Linked DNA regions of Mus musculus: region 2 is linked to region 1. A link is a contact called in public Hi-C data. All regions are on one chromosome and are shown on one strand. The core of a region is the stretch at or near the end of the contact, and the rest is flanking DNA. Distances in the headings are between cores, read along the strand shown.

What was found. Hi-C and Micro-C count contacts between places; a contact is called where the count stands out from the background.
Region 2: a Hi-C map of the N1E-115 cell line shows a contact between it and region 1, with 2.2 times the contacts expected there. The contact joins two enhancer-like sites. A contact is called at or near these places in 1 of 15 datasets of contacts at CTCF or cohesin (large pre-B cells), 4 of 484 Hi-C or Micro-C datasets (the N1E-115 cell line, cerebellar granule neurons, differentiating embryonic stem cells and 1 more) and 2 of 115 datasets of contacts at active chromatin or transcription factors (astrocytes and differentiating embryonic stem cells).

The regions. Positions count from the first base shown.
Region 1 is chr15:84,364,868-84,369,852 of GRCm38.p6, reverse strand. No RefSeq gene overlaps it. Among named protein-coding and RNA genes, the nearest start is that of Parvg, 43 kb to the right of the region's middle. Within about 2 kb of position 2,897, at least 19 of the 459 cell types and tissues checked have an H3K27ac peak or open chromatin away from gene starts, as enhancers often do. A contact at or near this core is called in the N1E-115 cell line, where this site is marked.
Region 2 is chr15:84,521,034-84,526,018 of GRCm38.p6, reverse strand. No RefSeq gene overlaps it. Among named protein-coding and RNA genes, the nearest start is that of Gm33966, 13 kb to the right of the region's middle. Within about 2 kb of position 2,553, at least 9 of the 459 cell types and tissues checked have an H3K27ac peak or open chromatin away from gene starts, as enhancers often do. A contact at or near this core is called in the N1E-115 cell line, where this site is marked.

The DNA of each region.
Region 1 (4,985 bases), core at 1,648-4,147:
AAGATTTTATCGAAAGGACCCAGATGTAGCTGTCTCTTGTGAGACTATGCCGGGGCCTAGCAAACACAGAAGTGGATGCTCACAGTCAGCTATTGGATGGAACACAGGGCCCCTAATGAAGGAGCTAGAGAAAGTACCCAAGGAGCTAAAGGGATCTGCAACCCTATAGGTGGAACAACATTATGAACTAACCAGTACCCCGGAGCTCTTGACTCTAGCTGCATATGTATCAAAAGATGGCCTAGTCGGCCATCACTGGAAAGAGAGGTCCATTGGACACGCCAACTGTATATGCCCCAGTACAGGGGAACGCCAGGGCCAAAAAAATGGGAATGGGTGGGTAGGGAAGTGGGGGGGGGGAGGGTATGGGGGACTTTTGGGATAGCATTGGAAATGTAATTGAGGAAAATATGTAATAAAAAATATTAAAAAAAAAAAAAAAGACCAGCCTGGTTTACAAAGTGAGTTCCAGGATAGCCAGGGCTACAGAGAAACCCTGTCTCGAAAAAACCAAACCAAAACAAACAAAAACCAAATTGTGATAAAGATGCTGAAGTGTAACTCTTCACAGCTGATAGCTTCTGATGGGGAGTTGGGGAAGGACTCAGCTATCTTTAAGGGGCTGGCCACTGGGAGTTTGACCATGCTCCAGTGAATATATGGACAACACAGACTTTCTTTCTCTCTTTCACTTCCTTCTTTCTTTCTTTCTTCCTTCCTTCCTTCCTTCCTTCCTTTCTTTCTTTCTTTCTTTCTTTCTTTCTTTCTTTCTTTCTTTCTTTCTTTCTTTCTTTCTTTCTTCCTTTTCCTTTCTTTCTTTCTTTCTTTCTTTCTTTCTTCCTTTCCCTTTCTTTCTTTCCCTTTCTTTCTTTCTTTCTTTCTTTCTTTCTTTCTTTCTTTCTTTCTTTCTTTCTTCCTTCCTTCCTTCCTTCCTTCCTTCCTTCCTTTCTTTCTTTTCTTTCTTTCTCTTTTTTTCTTTTTCTTTCTTTCTTCCTGTTTTCCTTTCCATTCTTTGGGGAGGACAGACCTTAAAGGAATGGGAAGTGAGTGTGATAAAGGTGCATTATATGAAATTCCCAAATAGTCAATAAAAATATATGTCCACGCTAAAAAAAAATCTCTTGAAGTGTTAGAGAGAAGAGACAGCTCTACCAGGAACTGGGCTGGAGCCAAGAATCTGGCTGCATTCTCCCTGTGTCCTGAAAACTTCTCATGACTATGTAGGTGGAAAATTCAAAATAATTGAAGACAAAACTAAGCTCACTAGGTGGGCACCCATATCTAATGCAGCTTGGTGAGAAGCTGCCCCTGCACTAAGCTGAGGGAGCTGGCCACACTTTGTCCTGTCTCCTGGACAGTCTGTGCTGCTCTGAATGAGAATGGGCCCCAGGGGCATATGTTTGAACACTTGGTCCACAGTTGGAACTGTCTGGGGAGGATTAGGAGGTGTGGCCTTGTTGAAGTAGATGTGTCACTGGGGGTGGAGCTTTGATGTTTCAAGAGACCACACCATCATTCCTTTCTCTCCTTCTCTCTGTTTCTGTCTCTCTCTCTCTGTATGAATCTGTTTCTCTCTCTCTCTCTCTCTCTCTCTCTCTCTCTCTCTCTCTGTATATGTGTCTGTTTCTCTCTCTGTCTCTCTGTGTGTGTCTGTCTGCCTGTTTCTGTGTTGCTCTGTCTGTCTCTGTCTCTCTCTGTGTGTGTCTCTGTGTTGCACTGTTTGTGTGTGTTTTTCTCTCTCTGACTCTCTCTCTGTCTCTGTCTCTGTCTCTCTCTCTCTGTGCCTCCTATTTGTGGAACAAAAAGTAAACGCTCAACTGTTTCTGCCGCCATGCATTCACTTGGCCATTGCAGACTCTTGAACCATACACCCAGTTAAGCGCTTTCTTTTATAAGTTGCCTTGGTCATGGTGTTTAGCTGCAGCAACAGAAAAGTGACTAACACAGGCTGAAAGTGAAGCAAGAATTCCTACAGACATAAAATTTCTGGACATGGGGAGATATTCCTGACCAAGACTCCATGCCCTGAAGCTGCAGGAGACAGGATGAACACTGACCGGGTCATAAAAAACACTAGGTCATAATTTTACCTGATGGAAGATGACAGAGTCAACATCAAGACAAGCAGAGACTCAGAACACAAAACCCACAAGCGAGGCTTGTTTGTTAACATGCTGAGAACACAGACTCACTGACAGAAGGGAACAAGGAACTCTGCAGGAAAGCGTGAGGGGTGTGGCGGGGCATCAACCATGAGGAGCTGCCAGCAGATGGGGGAGCAAGTGAGATGATGAGGTTGTGCTGGGCACCCACCAGACTGCCAGGAACGATTTTACACGTCCTCTGTGGGCAAGTCCATGAGTGGGACAGTTATTCTGTACTCTAGAGAAGAGATTCAGAGCCGATTGTTCCATATAAAGCCAGATCGTTTTTATAGCATAAACTAGACTTCCTTGTCATATCATCTAAGTATTCTGTGTTAGGTTAAGCTTTTCTTAAGAGGGACAACAAGGTATACACAATGGTAGCTCATCACCTGAGAGGCAGAGGAAGGAGGGTTCATCTAGAGTTGGAAGATAGCCTGGTCTGCATAAAAAGAGGTGGTGAGATGCTGGAGGAAAAGCTGGGTGGTAGAGCCCTTTCCTCTCAACAGTGAGACTCTGGAGACAACCTGAAGACATCTAATCAAAAAGAATATGCCCTGTGATCCAGCATGCATAGAATGGAGTTCTGTGTTAGATGGGAGCAGATACACTCTGTGTGTGTGTGTGTGTGTGTGTGTGTGTGTGTGTGTGTGTGTGTGCTATCAACAGGGGATAAACAGGCTTAAAGAATGTGTTAGTAACTGATAAACAGTTTCCCACCCAGAACACTCAGTGTGATTTTCACTCTTGCCGTGAGGTGTATGTGGGAGAGATGGTGTGGGCAGGCGCCTCACTCACTCACTCCTTGGCACGAGCGACCTCCTTCTGGATAGAGTAAGAGTTTCCAGATCTCAGAACACTTTTCCAGCTTTGTCCTGCTGTTTATGACACCACAGACATGACGCACCTTGAGGTCGACCAGGTTGGTAATGTTCCTTCTGTGACTTGCTCAAGTCTAGACAGTCAACCAAACAGCCCATCTGGCCCTGAGGTGCAGTTCTTGCCAGGCTCCGCGGGGCACACACGGCCCATAGCCAGCATGAAATGCCAACATGTCATCCCAGAGTGCTATCTTGGGAGAGATGTGCCGTGCACCACTGGGTCCAGTTCCATGGCAACAGTCAACAACTTCCAGAACGCCTACGATGGCAAGGGAGGCACAATCAATATTCTGAACACTTGTGACGTTTGTTTTCAATATAATGCGTTTTTGAAAATGTTATTCATTCTTTGAGCATTTTGTTCAGTGCATGTAGATTATATATTTTCTCTCCGCTCCTTCTCCAAATCCTTGCAGATCCACCGTCAACTCCTCCTTAGATGTTTGCAACCTCATGCCCTCTCTCTTCTAAAAAAAAATCTCTTCCATGTGCGGCAATCCACGGGAGCATGGTTAGCCTACCAGGGGCCAGCGACACCCCGAAAGAAAGCTGACTCTCCCTTCCCAGAGGCCACCAAGTGAGAGTCCATAGCTCCTCAGCTGGGGGTGGGGCTCTGAGCTCCTTCTCTTTGTGCTGGAAAGTTAACTGGCCTGATCCTGTGCAGACAACCACAGCTGCTGTGCGTTCGTTTGTGTGTGCAGCGGTCCCGTCGTGACTGGAAGGCACTGCTTCATTTCAATCCTCTCTGACCTCTGGCGCCTACGGTCTTCCCATCCCCCTCTTTCAGGGTGTTCCCTGAGCTTGGTGGGGTGGGGGGCAATGACAGCATAACGTGTTTAACGGGAAGTTCCATTATGAACCTTTGATGACTCATCAACTCCCTAGGGCATACATGATCCACTATCACAGGATCCACTATGCTGGCTCAGGCCTGAAATTCCATACAACCACTTAGAGGGATAAACTGAAGGGTGTCGTGCAGTGGACTTGAAAGGATTGTCACAAGGAACCATCAATCAACAAAGCAGAGCAGACCTAAGATGGCAAAAAGCCCACTGTCCGCCATGTTTTTATAGCACCTCGACCCCCTGGTACCTTTCTCTCTAAACGCATCTGTGAACCCTGGTGCACTGCACCATAAGCCTCAAAATAAATCAGAGCTTTGTTGGCCCAGGGATGGGCTGGGTGGGAAAGAGAAATGGAAGCCAAAGAAAATAGAAAAACAGACCCAAAGAGGCGGCCAAGAAGGCAAAGCATGCATATGTTAACCCATTTGGCATCTGCGTGAAATCTATGGATGCACTTAGTTTTTTTTTATGTCGCTTAAAAATCCATGTTTCAGCCAAGGCCTCCTCTGGACAGGGGTTTAGAGTCTCGCCCTGTGCAGTCGTTCCAGTCGAAACTGGGGCTCTGCTTTGAAATGCCCCCAGCATTCCTCAATGGGAAACTTGGTCCCCAATGCGACTGTGATGTAAAGGGAGTGTGTCCAGAACATGTCTAAATCTCAGTAGCTGTACCTTCAGGACTGGATTCATGCCATCATAAAAGGACCTGGGCAAGCATGGGTGCCCTTCCACTCTGTCCTTTACCTTCATCCATTTGAGGGTACAGCAAGATGCTGGACTCCATTTTGGACTTCCCAAAGTCCAGATCTGCAAGCACAAAAATTTCTGTTCAAAGTATTAGCTATGGAGAATTCTGTTGAGCCAGCATGACAGAGAGCAGGCAATCAATCACCTGTAACCGTGCACTGTGGCAAAGCCATGGGCCATGCCTGTGCCTCTGTCACTCTGGTTTGTGTTGGCTATGACTGGGGCATGGGATATGATGTGTGAGTCTCTGCAGGACCTCCCTTGGCTGGTGGCCGATGCTGGCAGCTGTGGGATGGGACTTTAGCTCTATTCCATGGGTCTCTCTTTATGGCGGCTGAGCTCCCTCACATAATGACTGCTGGGTTCTG
Region 2 (4,985 bases), core at 1,304-3,803, 160 kb before region 1:
GGAGGGATAGGAATAAGGCCCCTTGCTCTGGGTTTTCCCAACAGTGTCCTCCAATGACTCTCTGAGTCGCATGTGCCCTTGTTGATATACAGAGTTAAGTCGAATGCAATTAAGTTTTGAGTCCCCGTGGGTGGCCTGTCTAGACTCTTTAGATTGTATGAAAGAGACCCAATTCAAACTAACTTAAGAGGAAAATAGACTTATCAGTGGTGCCTCTGCCTGGCCTGGGGAGGACACGGATGTCTCACAGGAGGAATGACAGTCCAGCTTTAGCCCGGCCTTACTGTGTGCAGTCCAGTTCAGTGGCAGTCTGTCAATTCCTATCCTCTGTGGCTGGCTCTGAGCTGAGGCTGCTTAGTGAGATGATTCTAGGTCTTAGAGGGCGCTCAAGGCTAAGTGGTACAGGACTGTACCACCCAGGCCCCAGTGGAGAAGGAGTCAAGACTGCCCAGGCTGTGCCTGAGGTTGGCAAGAGTGTGGGCTGGAACAACACAGCCACCACCTCTGCCTGCCTGCTGCCATCTCCCTCCAATTACAGGCAGCACCAGTGACGGGCCAGGAAGCTGATTAATAAGCTGGGGTTGGGGGAGGTAACCATCTTACCCAGAACAGATCCAATTAACTGAACCCCCCACTGTGGTCCTCATGAGATGAGCACACAGACTGTGGCTATGGGCATGGGGCAGGAAAGTGTCACAGCTCCTAGGCATAGCCACAAACTCTGGTAGGGCCAGTGTGACCTCTCTTGATTGATGTAATAGGTTCACTGACAAGAGGGATTGGTCCCTGGCGCCTGGATGAGGTCCCTGAGGGTAGATGTGTGGGCAGAGGTAGACTAGAGGAGGGAAAGTTCCAGGAGGTACTATTCTAGAGCCACACTGTGGTACCCAGCATCCTCTCCATGAGCCACACTGTGGTACCCAGCATCCTCTCCATGAGCCACACTGTGGTACCCAGCATCCTCTCCATGAGCCACACTATGGTACCCAGCATCCTCTCCATGAGCCACACTGTGGTACCCAGCATCCTCTCCATGGTCCACACTGTGGTACCCAGCATCCTCTCCATGAGCCACACTGTGGTACCCAGCATCCTCTCCATGAGCCACACTGTGGTGCCCAGCATCCTCTCCATGGTCCACACTGTGGTACCCAGCATCCTCTCCATGAGCCACACTATGGTACCCAGCATCCTCTCCATGAGCCACACTGTGGTACCCAGCATCCTCTCCATGGTCCACACTGTGGTACCCAGCATCCTCTCCATGAGCCACACTGTGGTACCCAGCATCCTCTCCATGAGCCACACTGTGGTACCCAGTACTCTCCAGGAACACAGAGGGGCAGATGGCAGGAGCAGAGGTCCCTGTTTATACAGCCTCTACTAGGCCACTGCCCTTCCCCACCCAGGTTAAGTGCCTGGGAGACTATAACAGTAGCCTTATCCAAGGGGCCAGTATTTAATACTCCTGTAGAGGTTTGCCAACAACAATCTGACTTTCTTACACTTGGTCCCACCTCTTAATGTTCTAGAACCTCCCAGTAACACCAGGGGCTGATCACCAAGGCACCAAACCAAGGGGCCTTTGGGGAACATTCTAACCACACACTGCAGCCCCCTCCCCTGTATCTCTCAGTGTTGGAAGCCCCATGCCTCATCTAGCCTCTGCTACCATCCTCTATGAAATCCCCAGAACCAGGAGCCAAGCACACCTCCTCTTTTCTTCTTGCTCTAGCTACAGCAGGTTGTTCGGGAACGGATGTACAGGACCCTTGTTCTGGAGGTAGTCACTCTCCCTGCTTGGACAGTGATGTTCCTCATACCGATAGCTAATGTCTGAGCAATGACAAGTCAGAATGAGACCAACCTCCTCCACAACACATGCTGCTAACTCAGGGTATAGTAGTCACACTGCACCAGCATGGCCTGGCAACTTGAATATAAGCTTTCCAGTCTTACAAGTATATCTGGCAAAGACCGGACAATCAAGGACTAATGAATGAACAATGGGTGATGGTGCCACCCACCTCTCACCTCCGCACTCAGGGGACTGGAAGAGGAAAATCACAAGCTTAAAGCTAGCCTGGGCTACATAGTAAGACCCTGTCTTACAAAACCGGAACAACAAATGAATGAACTGATAGATGATGAATATTGGGGCTGGGGATGGGATCTTGGGTCCCATGCTGCTTCCTGACTCTGGGCAAGGGGTTGCATGTCTTCAGGGCTGAGCTTGCCTTTCAGTGAAGTGGGCACAGCAATACCTAGTGTGTAAAAACATCTGGACAGGTAGCAAGCTCAATACAGAGCTTAGGAGGGAGCCTGGCACTTAGTAGGGATACAGTGCTTCCCTACTTTAACCTAATTGAAGGAGGGTTTGGCCTCCTGACTTGCGCAGTGATTGGGTTGGCAGGGACTAGTCACTGGTGGACAGAATCAGAAACAACATTCTTGCCCAGACAGAGAGTCATCACAGTCTAGAACAGTACTTGTCCCCGCACCGAAAAAGGTCACTCTATGGCTGTCTCTCATGCAACTGTGACTCACTGCTGTCACTATCTGTTCCAGCCTGTCCTCAGAGTGGGTGGTTAGTTTCTGGGACTGGGACAGGGCAGCTGGACAAGACTGTGACTATAATGGCAGAGGCTGGCACTCTGGCCTTCTCCAGATGCTTGATCTGGGTAGAGAAAGGTGGCGGCCTGGCAGAGGCAGTGCGATTTCCTTCTGCACTTCAGTGTCCTTGTGTTGCAGCGGCAGAGGCTGGCGTGAGCAGGGGCCTCTGCTCCTGTTGTCTGTGCCTGTGTGTTCCTGGAGGGTGGTGTGCCCTGCTGATGTACCCTGCTGCTGCAGAGGGCAAAGGTCCAGTCTGACTCACAGGTATCCTTCCTGACTCCTCTTTTATGGTCCTTTGGTTATATCTATTTCCCTGTCCAGTGCTTGCTGATGCTACATTGGCTTGCCAGCCGGTGACATGGGCCCCCTGTGTGCTGATGTGGGAGTGACCAGCCTTGCTCTTATCCCTTCCTATTCTGCTAAGGTCACATGTCCCCAGCCCCAAGCCTGGACATTGGCTTCAGGGCAAATGCAGGTGAGTGGAGAGAGAACACCAGCATCTGCCTGCTTCTCCCCATTCGAGGTGACCTCATGGATCGTGGGGACAACAAGGAGGCACCAGAGGGTTTGTTCCAGGTTTAAGAGCAAGCTGACCCCAAGCAATGCTCCGAAAGTCAGGATCACAGTATGCAAAGTGATGTAGAAAAAATGCTGTCCATAGCATGGTGCTGGGCAGACTCTGGGCGTGGAGACAGGTCGGCTAGCCGATAGGTGTGGAGACAGGTTGGCCAACTGATAGACAGAGCAGATCTGGAGGTGATGGGGTGACTGCTCATGCAGTGTGCCTCAAGGACTCCAAGCTTCACATGAGCCTAGCACTTTCAGGCTGTCCCTTCTTTCTCCAGGGCTCTGCCTGTGTGCATTGACTCATCTCTGTGTTTTATAAAGGGACAAAGCTCAGAGAATAGATCAGTCCATTTCAACCAAAGTAAGTCAGCTTAGCAGGACCCCCAACTGGGGCAGCTCACCCAGGTGACCACCTCATTCTTGTACTTGAGATTCAGCTGACCAGGCTGGTCTTGCTTAGTGACAGTTCAGGCTGCAGTCCTGGGGAGAGGCTATCCCAGGTAGGTCTTCTCCTGGCTGGTCACTAGGGTATATAAGCTATCAGGCCATCCTAAGGCCCAGTGTCTCTCTTAGAGCTACGACTAATCTAGCTGAGTAGGAACTGATTCTGAGAGGGGCAAAGATTGTCCCCAAGCTCACAGCAGGGGTCACACAGGGGTCTGTGACATCCCTCGTGTTCCTGTCCTCCCTGTGTCTGTTTTGTCCTGTGAAGCAGAGGCCTATGTAGCTTAGATGACTTGGCTTAGTGGGAGAAATGGGTAACGCGGGGAGCCCTGGGGATGGTGTTTGCCTCCCCAAAGGGTTTAGGAGCCCCCGATTGAACCCAGAGTGTTTATACAGATTCTTCTAATCAGTAAAAGTCGCACAGCTTTCCCCACCCCCTTAGCAGCCCCAAGGGTCTTATTCTTTTCTCCATTATGCAAATGAGCAGTTTTGGCGCAGAGACTTTCACTCATCCTCCAAGGTCATGCTGCTTAGAGGATGCTCCCGGGATGGTCTGAATGTAAAGGGGTGCCAACCCCCCACCCCAAGCATCAACCTCCACCCCCGGGCACCGGCTTAGGAGACCAAGTCTGGCTGGGCATGTGTAAGCAGAGACAGGAGGCCAGCTCTATCTGTAGGACCAGACAGATCTAGGCTTGGATGCCTTCCATGTTCCTGGGAACATGTGAGTCAGATGCCTGGGAGACAGATGTGCAGACCAGGCTCCAGAGAGTTGGTACAGTGGGACAGCTTATGGGTACACAGGTATAGCAAGATGACAACTGCAGTTACCCTGACAGTCACACAAGCCACCTAGTATAGGGCCCTGGTACCAGCTCCAAAGCTGGGGGGTCTCAGGAAGTATACGACTTGGATCCCATGCTAAGCAGCTCTGAGAATCTTAAACAGACTCATAGGGAATGTCTGTCTCAGTTTATCTTCCTACCTGTGATGGGGAGCTACTACCTTTTAAGCCAAGTCCTCCCAATACCGGCTGTTTCTGCCTTTGAAAAGGACTGGAGAGATGGCTCAGCAGTTAAGAGCACTGACTGCTCTTCCAGAGGTCCTGAGTTCAATTCCCAGCAACCACATGGTGGCTCACAACCATCTGTAATGGGATCTGATGCCCTCTTCTGGTGTGTCTGAAGACAGCTACAGTGTACTCATATGAATAAAACATACAAATATTATTAACAAAAAGAAGAGTCTCTCTTTCCTCTCCCTATGTCTCTCCCCCTCTCTCTCCTACCTTCTTCCTCCCCTCCCTCCCTCTTTTCCACACTCCCTCTATTCCTTCCTGCCTTTCTCTTTTCTTTTAGTTC